Regions from separate parts of the Hordeum vulgare genome. Here region 2 is linked to region 1. The links are chromatin contacts, called in public Hi-C maps. All regions are on one chromosome and are shown on one strand. Each heading gives the region's core, a stretch centred on a gene start, on an enhancer-like site or on the middle of the called end of the contact. The rest is flanking DNA. Distances are from core to core; before and after follow the strand shown.

What was found. A called contact is a pair of places that touch in the nucleus more often than the background predicts.
Region 2: a Hi-C map of leaf shows a contact between it and region 1, with 4 times the contacts expected there. The contact joins the promoter of LOC123449176 here to the promoter of LOC123449175 in region 1. A contact is called at or near these places in 4 of 6 Hi-C or Micro-C datasets (leaf, seedling and an unstated tissue) and 1 of 1 datasets of contacts at active chromatin or transcription factors (embryo).

Annotation. Positions count from the first base shown.
Region 1 is chr4H:507,568,818-507,572,970 of MorexV3_pseudomolecules_assembly, forward strand. It overlaps LOC123449175 (acyl-CoA-binding domain-containing protein 5-like), which reads right to left and starts at 1,373. Exons shown (of 5, transcript XM_045126285.1): 1 at 1-1,373. The coding sequence starts at 1,188.
Region 2 is chr4H:507,768,296-507,772,799 of MorexV3_pseudomolecules_assembly, forward strand. LOC123449176 (26S proteasome non-ATPase regulatory subunit 4 homolog) reads left to right here and starts at 1,677. Exons shown (of 11, transcript XM_045126288.1): 1 at 1,677-1,794; 2 at 1,889-2,002; 3 at 2,112-2,217; 4 at 2,482-2,596; 5 at 2,680-2,889; 6 at 2,980-3,271; 7 at 3,781-3,910; 8 at 4,504. The coding sequence starts at 1,783.

The sequences.
Region 1 (4,153 bases), core at 123-2,622:
CGTCCCAGTGTCACTAGCTGCAAATGCTGCTGCTGCACCAAATCTCTTCTCCACTTCACTCCTCTCGATCCCTTCCCACTCTTCAAACTCCATGCTTGCTCTAGCCTCGTCTTCCGGCATCCCTAGCAATGTCGTTTCCTCCTCCGGTAACTGAACAACCACTTTGTCATTAGGGACGACTTCTTGGCTGACATTTAGATCATCAGATTTCTTAAGAGCCAGCTCCTCCTTAGAGACCAGTTTTTCTTGCTGATCAACCGTGCCGGCCTCACATTGAGCTTCCTCCTTATTCTGAACTTCTTCATGTGGAACAACAACTTCTTCGACAGATTCTTGTTTCATTTCCTCATCCTTTGCTGCGGCATCGGGGATCACTCTTGGAGCCGCAACGGGAGCCGATTCGTGCTGATTCGCTTCAATGACTTGCTCCTCCTGCTTCCCAGGTACAGCGTCAAGAACATCTGCAGGCAGAGTGTCGGAAGCCAATTCACGCGGAATCACTTCAGCAGCTTGTGCTCCCTCCTCCTCCTCCTCCAGTCCTGCATCAGTAACTTCTGCAGCAGCAGCCCCCACATCCAGATGAAGCTGCTTCACTCCAACAGCTTCCGTAGCCTGAACTTCCTGCTTCTGCAATCCCGCAACAGGGACTTCACTCGGGGCAACTTCAGCACCCAGATCATGCTGATGGCCTGTCTCTTCCTCCAGCTCCACGCAAAGAACCTCGCCGTGAGAAGATTCGGCGCCCGAATCCCGCGGCTTCGCTTCGACAGCCGCCTCCGTGGCAGCGGTCAAATCGGGCTGCTTCTTGCCAACTTCACCCTCCTCCTTCTGTTCCTGCGACACGGCACCAAGGAACAGCTCCGGAGCAAGAAGCGTCGCCGGAACCCCCTCTTCGGCGGCCACCCACTCGGTCCTCCCCTCCGCGACGGTCGCGGGGGCCTTCTCCACCTCGACCCACCCCTCGGCGAGAGACGGCGCCGCCACATCCGCCCACGCTGCCTCCGCCTCGACCTCGTCGACCTCGATGACCCTCTCCTCCTCCGCCTTTTCCTCCGCGATCACGTCAGCGGGCCCCGCCGCGCGATCGCGGCGGGGTGGATCATTGTTCCCGGAGAAGAGCTTGGCGAGCAGGACGGCGACGAGGAGGGTGGCCGCCGCCGTGAGGAGCAGCTCGAACAGCAGCTCCATGAATCCCGGGTGGGCGAGGAAGCGAGGCAGCGGATGCGGCTTCTCGCTTCTTTTCTTGTTCGGTTGGGTCGGCGAGGGGAAGGGGGAAAGGGAAAGCGGAAACAGGGGAGGGAGCAGAAGAGACGAGGGTAGAGACGGAGGTGGGTGCGGGGGAGGGGGGAGAGAGTAAAGGAAAGCGGGGTGGGGCGCCAAAAGGGAGAGGCATATTCGGGGGCGGATACGACCGCCACGGGGGAGGGATGTGGGGAAAAGGTCTCGTCGACCGCGAGCTGCTTGGGGCGACGCCGTCAGGGGATTTTCGTTTCCTTGCGCCCGGCTACGCGACGAGGGAGGTCATCGGCGAGAAGGGCGGCGACGGAGACAGCGAGTGCCGGACCGCCGAAGTTCGGAGATTTGGGTGGGTGGGTTTCGTCCTTTTGCTTGCTTTGCGTGTGCTGCGCGCTTTCGGTGCGAAATTTCTCCAAGATATTGATGATCATTTTCTTTCCTACGAGTCCCTCCGGGCGATGGTCTGCTCCGGCGCGGCCGGCCGCCCGATCTGCCAGCTGTAGGCGGTCCGCGCCGTTAGATTTTCATGTAATATTTTTTTTCGATGCAACAAATTTTGACGCTGTACATTAATTTTCGTCGATGGTTGCAAAAAAGAAATATATAAAAAAATATCTACGTGATCGTAGCAAAAAACGAAGAAGATGATGCGTGGTAGCAAAAGTCAAACGGCGGTTGTAGCAAATATCTACGTGACGTGTATGTAACTTTTTAGTAAACGGTTGCAGCAAAAAATAATACCGGTTGTAGCAAAAAATAACGCGGTTGTAGCAAAAATCAAAACGTCGGTTGTAGCAAAAATCCAACAAACTCGAGTTGCAACCAAACGTATATGCAGCTTTTTTATTGGACAAATGTAGTAAATAAAAAACGCTTGTAGCAAATATGAACGTTGGTTGCGACAAATTTAGACGAGAAAAAAAGTTGCATGGAAAACATTTGTATCAAAATAACACATGATTGCAGCAAATTTGACGAAAAAATGTTGCATGCATCTACGAGCGAGGCGTGTGGCCCGCGCGCGACCGGCCAAACGATTCGGCCGGCGCGCCGGGTGGAAGCGTTTACCCTCCATTCCCCCTCTTCCTAACCCATGAGAATCTACATACGGACTATGTAAATCCGTCTCCTCAAACGTTCATGGATGTGTCCGGCTCCCGCGCACCGACCTAGCCTCAAATTTACCTTCTCATAAACGGGCACCTTAAATAGCATATCGCAAATTCATACAAACTCATACAACAATGTCGATGCATTACACACATCGTGTATCTGCTCCAGGACCGCGATGATCTAGCCTCAAAGAACCCGAGCACTTGTTGAGTCGACGTTATGGAGTCGCGTAGGATCCTGCCGTGTGCCGGGTGATGTCCTTACAGAAATGTCGGAGTGCAATGCGGACCGCGATTGCCTCCACCAACCTGCATGGGATGACATCCCAGTCGACGGATCCAGACTTGTCGAAGTCAGATCCGCTGCCCCCCATGCCGGAGACGACCAGAAATCACCAGAGAAGAGGTTGGGGTGGCGGAGGGAGTGGAGGGGAGTGGAGTGTGAAGTGGCTAGGATTTGGTCCGACGAGCGGATGGGGATGAATATATGTGGGGTTGATGCTGGGCCAACACGGGCCAGGCCGACGTGCTCGAACACGCCCGGGCGCCCTCATATTTGGGTCGAATGTGAGGGGCACCGGACATCCCGGACATTTGAGGCTCGTTTGTGGCGCCCAACGGGGTCAAATTTTGGTGACTCGTCAGTGACTGGGCGGCCTGCCCTCGCGTATGTAGCAAGTTTGGGGCGTTCGACTATAGATGCTCTCACTCTTAGAAAAACGGAGTCAAAATAAAAAATTACTCATGTAGTACTATACCTACTAATAGCGTGCAAGTGCACATAGTTTAGTTGTGGCCTTTTCGAAGTGAGAGTATCAATTTTATAGGGAGCACGGGAATCAGGCTTTCGCCCTTTGTATAGAATTATGTAACTTTGTGCCTGCAGATAACTATATACTTGAAGTAGAGAGTGCGGATTTAAATAAGGATTGTGTAAAATATGACTTGTAACTGAATGACATAAAGGTAAATAAAAGAAAGAAGTAATAAGTGACAGTGAACAACAAAATTAAAGAGGCGTCCTCAGGGAGTCTGGAATCTCCATTCATATGTTTCTAATACTACTATGCATAAGCATACCATGGAGCAGATTCTCGAGCCACTGTTGACGATTATGCTCGGCGAAGACGGGTACAGAAGATGTTCTACTCATGGTAGACTTCGTGCCATGCACGCAACCATCATAGTTTCCCTTGTGGGTTACAACTCGTGATAATTAAGTGTTTCTCCGTGGAAGCGGCCTCATTAAGGGTTCTCCGTAAATCAATGGTCACTTGTAAAGGTTAGGACCAGTATGCTTTTACTGTCACCTAAAATTACTTCCGCATCCTAAACCTATGCAAAGACATTGATATACTTTGTGGCCAACAAAGGCATAAATGCTGAGTGGAGCTCCTTCACAACATTCATGAAGTTATTAAACTAAGAATTAAACACAGGATCTCATATCCATAATAAATGTTTCAGATCCTACACATACCAATGTTTATCCATATCCATGAGAACTAAGGTTCTACTCACACATGAGAACAACAATCATCAAGGTAGTGGTAATGGAATACATGGATGAATGATTCAACCAATAAACCGAAGGATCCACTAGGGTTCTTGATGTTGCACATGATAAGGATGCAGATGATGACGACGACGACGACGATGATGATGATGATGATGGTGGTGGTGGTGATGATGGTGATGATGTTGATCGTGACGATGTAGATGTTGATGATGTTGTTCCCCTCACGGTGATAGGAATCCCCTTCTCCTCTCGGTCGATCCTCCCTCCGGATGGGCTCCGGGGGCTA
Region 2 (4,504 bases), core at 427-2,926, 200 kb after region 1:
TGCTAACGCGTTGTGTGATTCTTCGAAAACTGCCACTCATTGGGAGAAGAAAGGGTTGTAGCGCCGTAGCGAGAACTCTTATTTTCTTTGAAGTGTGAACCCACGACATTCAATTATGATGGTGTGGAAACGATGTGATCTGTGTGTACTGAGGTGGAGGTGGATAGACTGCTTGTCAAAATAATTAAGGTAAATTAATGAACCTTTTAGGCCCTCATTGGATTGTTTTTTTCCAGAGCTTTACACCGGTAAAAGATACAGACCTTGCTCCATCGTTTTCTTTTTCAGTTGAAAATCACATACGACCGGTAAGATACACCTGTAAAATAAATACCAGTATAGAAAAATACACCGATTCCAAGGAGAGCCTTAGGTGTATATATGATTTCGAGGGAAATTTAGCATCTTCGGATAAACTTTGTGTTATGATGTGGCTGGGAACCGTTTTCGTTGCGAGTCCAGCGATTCCTAGAACTCCGAATATTCCAAAACATTAGCGGCCACGGCCATATATTTGCTTCACTCCCGGTGAAAGCGATCGATGACGATGAGGATAAGATGAAGGTCAGACATGATTACCGTAGGACAAGTGGACTAGGGCAAAACCCCGGTGGAAAGTGAGGACGGGACCTCCTATATGACGCGTTGTGCGTCAAGTTGGTGCCCTTTCGCACACACGCGTGTCCCTGGCGGGCTTTATGGGCCGCGCGCGCGTTTGTGCAGTTTCGTGTGCTGTTTTGAACTGTTAGCGATAATAAAATTTATTCACAATTTGAAAATGTTCTGTTTACAAAACTTATTCGTATATTTCAGAATAGTTTTCACGATTTCCAAAATTCTACATGTTTTTGAATTCCATAACATTTTGTAAAATTTCGGAATATTTCTATGAAAAGTCCGAAACATTTATATAAAAATTTCAGAACATTTTTTCAAATTTCGTAACATATTTTAGAATTCCAAAACATTTTTCAAAATTCTGGAACATTTTTTCAAATTCCGGAACATTGTTTTAAATTCCGGAACATTTTTTCAAATTCCGAAACAGTTTTTCAAATTCCAAAATATTTTTCAAAATCTAGAATTTTTTTAAATTCGGGAACATATTTTAATTTCCGATTTTTTTTTCAAATTCCATAACATTTTTTCAAAATTGTTTTTTCTAAAAATACGAAACATTTTTTCAAAATTCAGAACATTTTTCAAAATCTTGAACTTTTTTCATTCTGATTTTTTTTTCAAATTCCAGAACATTTTCTCAAATCCAGAACAATTTTGAACAGAAACAGAAAGAAAAAGAAAAAACAAAAAAATAAAGAAAAAACAGTTCAGGAAACCTTCTAGGAATTTCCCAAAACCCAAAAAAACCGGTTGAAACCTCAGAAGGTTGCCAAAACCGGACACGGCACCCTCGCTATCTGGATCAGGCTGATACCCGACCAGCTCTGTGAGAAGCCTCGACACCGCTTCGCACAAAACGGCAAATAGGATTTTCCAGTCAGGACGGTACTGGCAAACAAAATCGAGACTAGACCCATGGTGACTTTCTTTTATGGGTCTACAAATCAGGCCCAACAGGTCAGAAAGCAGTCCGGTTCCACCGCGGGCCGGACCGAGGCGTACCAAGTCTCGAATCGGTTTCCTCCACAGAAAGCAATCCACGTCCACCAAGGCGACGCCGCAAATAAGAACTCCAGCCCTCTCCTCCCCCTTGGATCAGTTTGTTCCCCTTGTTCCCCAACCCGAACCCTCGACTGCAGCGCGACCCACAGCGGCGCAACCATGGTGCTCGAGGTCAGTACCGCCCGCCGGCCTCCCAGATCGCCTCCGCCAAGCTCCGATTCCTAGCGATTTCTCACCGTTTGTTTGGTTTCCCCTCCTTTTGCAGTCGACGATGATCTGCATAGACAACTCGGAGTGGATGCGGAACGGCGACTACTCGCCGTCCCGCTTCCAGGCGCAGGCCGACGCCGTCAACCTCATCTGCGGCGCCAAGACCCAGGTACCGCGCCCCCTCCGAACCGATCGATCGATCGGGTTAGGTCTCGATGTGTGTGTGGGCTAGGGTTTTGGGTTCCGGATCTGACTTGTTTGTCGGTGGTCTCTTGCAGTCGAACCCGGAGAATACGGTGGGCGTCATGACGATGGCCGGCAAGGGCGTGCGCGTGCTTGTCACCCCCACCAGCGACCTCGGCAAGATCCTCGCCTGTATGCACGGTAAGCTCCCGTCACTACCCGAATTTCCGCCGTTACAAAGTTTCTTATGCCTCGTACCAGCGCAGAACTCGTGTACCTAATAGTTTAGGGTTTCAATGTAAGTATGTAAGCTCGTCGAGCTTGGATAGGATTAGATGGTGTAGCCTTTTGGATGGCGTTTGGTGATAGTACGCCCGTTAGCAGGCCTTTGTTTCGCAAAATATACTAGCAAAAGTAGGAATTTTAGTTCTTTGACTAAGTGATCTCCAACGATTTAATGCACAGGGCTGGAAGTTGGAGCTGAAGCAAACTTGGCTGCAGCTATTCAGGTTGCTCAGCTGGCTCTCAAGCATCGCCAGAATAAGAGGCAACAACAGAGAATTATTGTTTTCATTGGAAGGTATGTTGAGCAAATGAGCAAGATAACTTCTGTTGACCCTGTTTTGTCTGAATTACGCTAATTTCATTGTCCTCATATCTCAGCCCTGTGAAATACGACAAGAAAGTTTTGGAGACAATAGGGAAGAAGCTGAAGAAGAATAATGTTGCCCTTGACGTTGTTGATTTTGGTGAAACTGATGATGAAAAGCCTGAGAAACTGGAAGCGCTGATCGCTGCTGTGAACAGCAGTGATAGCAGCCACATTGTCCATGTCCCTCCGGGTGATCATGCCCTTTCTGATGTTCTTATAAGGTAATTTGCTTTGTTTGATATCCTTAGGGCTCTAGTTTGATATGACGATGTACTTTGGTTGACGAGTTATAACCCCTAACTGTTTCACAGCACTCCTATCTTCACCGGTGAAGAAGGTGGAAGTGGCTTTGCTGCTTCTGCAGCTGCTGCTGCAGCCACTGGAGCTACTGGGTATGATTTTGGCGTGGACCCAAATGTGGATCCAGAGTTGGCACTTGCCCTACGGTTGTCTATGGAGGAAGAGCGAGCTAGGCAAGAGGCTATCGCGAAAAAAGCTGCAGAAGACAACAAGGATCAGGCCTCAAGCTCTACTGATGCTATTATGGCTGAAGCGGAACTTACCTTAAATGCTCCTGCTGATGTTGACGCAGATCTACTGAAGGTATTTTCATTATCCAATGCCTAATTTAATGTTGGAGTTTTCTGTCCTTGAATACTATACATCGTAATAAACTAGATCTGTTTTAGCTTCCCCATGCTTGGACTGCCTAGTACAATATTTTATCTGCTAATAATAATGGTACTTCTGTAATTCCTAGTTACTACATGGTTAACACTATCGCGTATCTTACAGAAGCAAAAAAAGTTGACTAGTTTGTTTGTCATTGAATTCATAATGGTAACACATGTCCAAGTTTTGATAACGCTTGTGACAACATGCTTTGATAATGAAGTATCGTTGATGCAACTTCTTACCTAGTTTTTCCTTGGTTTGTAACTACTGTAGAACTAGGTTACAACTGTTAATCAGCCCAAAACGAAATGTAGCAATATTTGGTTTGCTGATAAATCTTGTGGGTGGCATCTATGGATCTGTTTAAGAAGATATATCTTATTCTATCAATGTTTACCTGAGTGGCGATAACAGATTGCTAATATTGTAACCTGCAGGATGATGATGATGCTCAGCTATTACAGCAAGCACTTGCTATGTCAATGGATGAGGGAGCTTCAGGAGCTGCAGCCGTGGCTGATGCTGCTATGGCAGAAGCTGCTGCAGATGACCAGGATTTGGCATTGGGTAGGTCCTTCTATTTCTTATGCCAATTTTTTATTATTAAATTGGAAGTTCATTTCAGATTCGAAGTACCAATCTCTAGTTTAGAGACATTAGCTTGTTCCCGTATTGATCCTTGTTTAGGAAAATATTTGCTTATAATGCAATTTCACTGAAACTCATAGACCACATTCTCTGCATGACTATCTATTTGTTTGATGATCACCAACCAGACCGTACTGAAAAGCTTAGGCATGCTTTCCACCTGCGCTGAAAGAAAGGAAAAGAACAATTCTTCCGTGAGGAAACCTTCAGGATTAGCATTAACTAACCTTAACATTAGGCACACACGTAAAATATCAGCAAATATTCAGAAGATAAAATTTCAGAGATTCTTGCGGAATTTAGGCACACACTTTGCTCATATATCGTAATTCCATCTTTAAAAATGTCCAAATATTTCACGTTGAATTTCCCCCGTCTCTTATGTGCATATGTATATATTACGTCTTTTTCTTAGTAATTGTTATATGATGCAGACTTGCAGAGTTTTTTGTCTTAGCTTCATATCGAAATGTTTACATGTCCTGATGTGTATTTTTGTATGCCATATGCAGC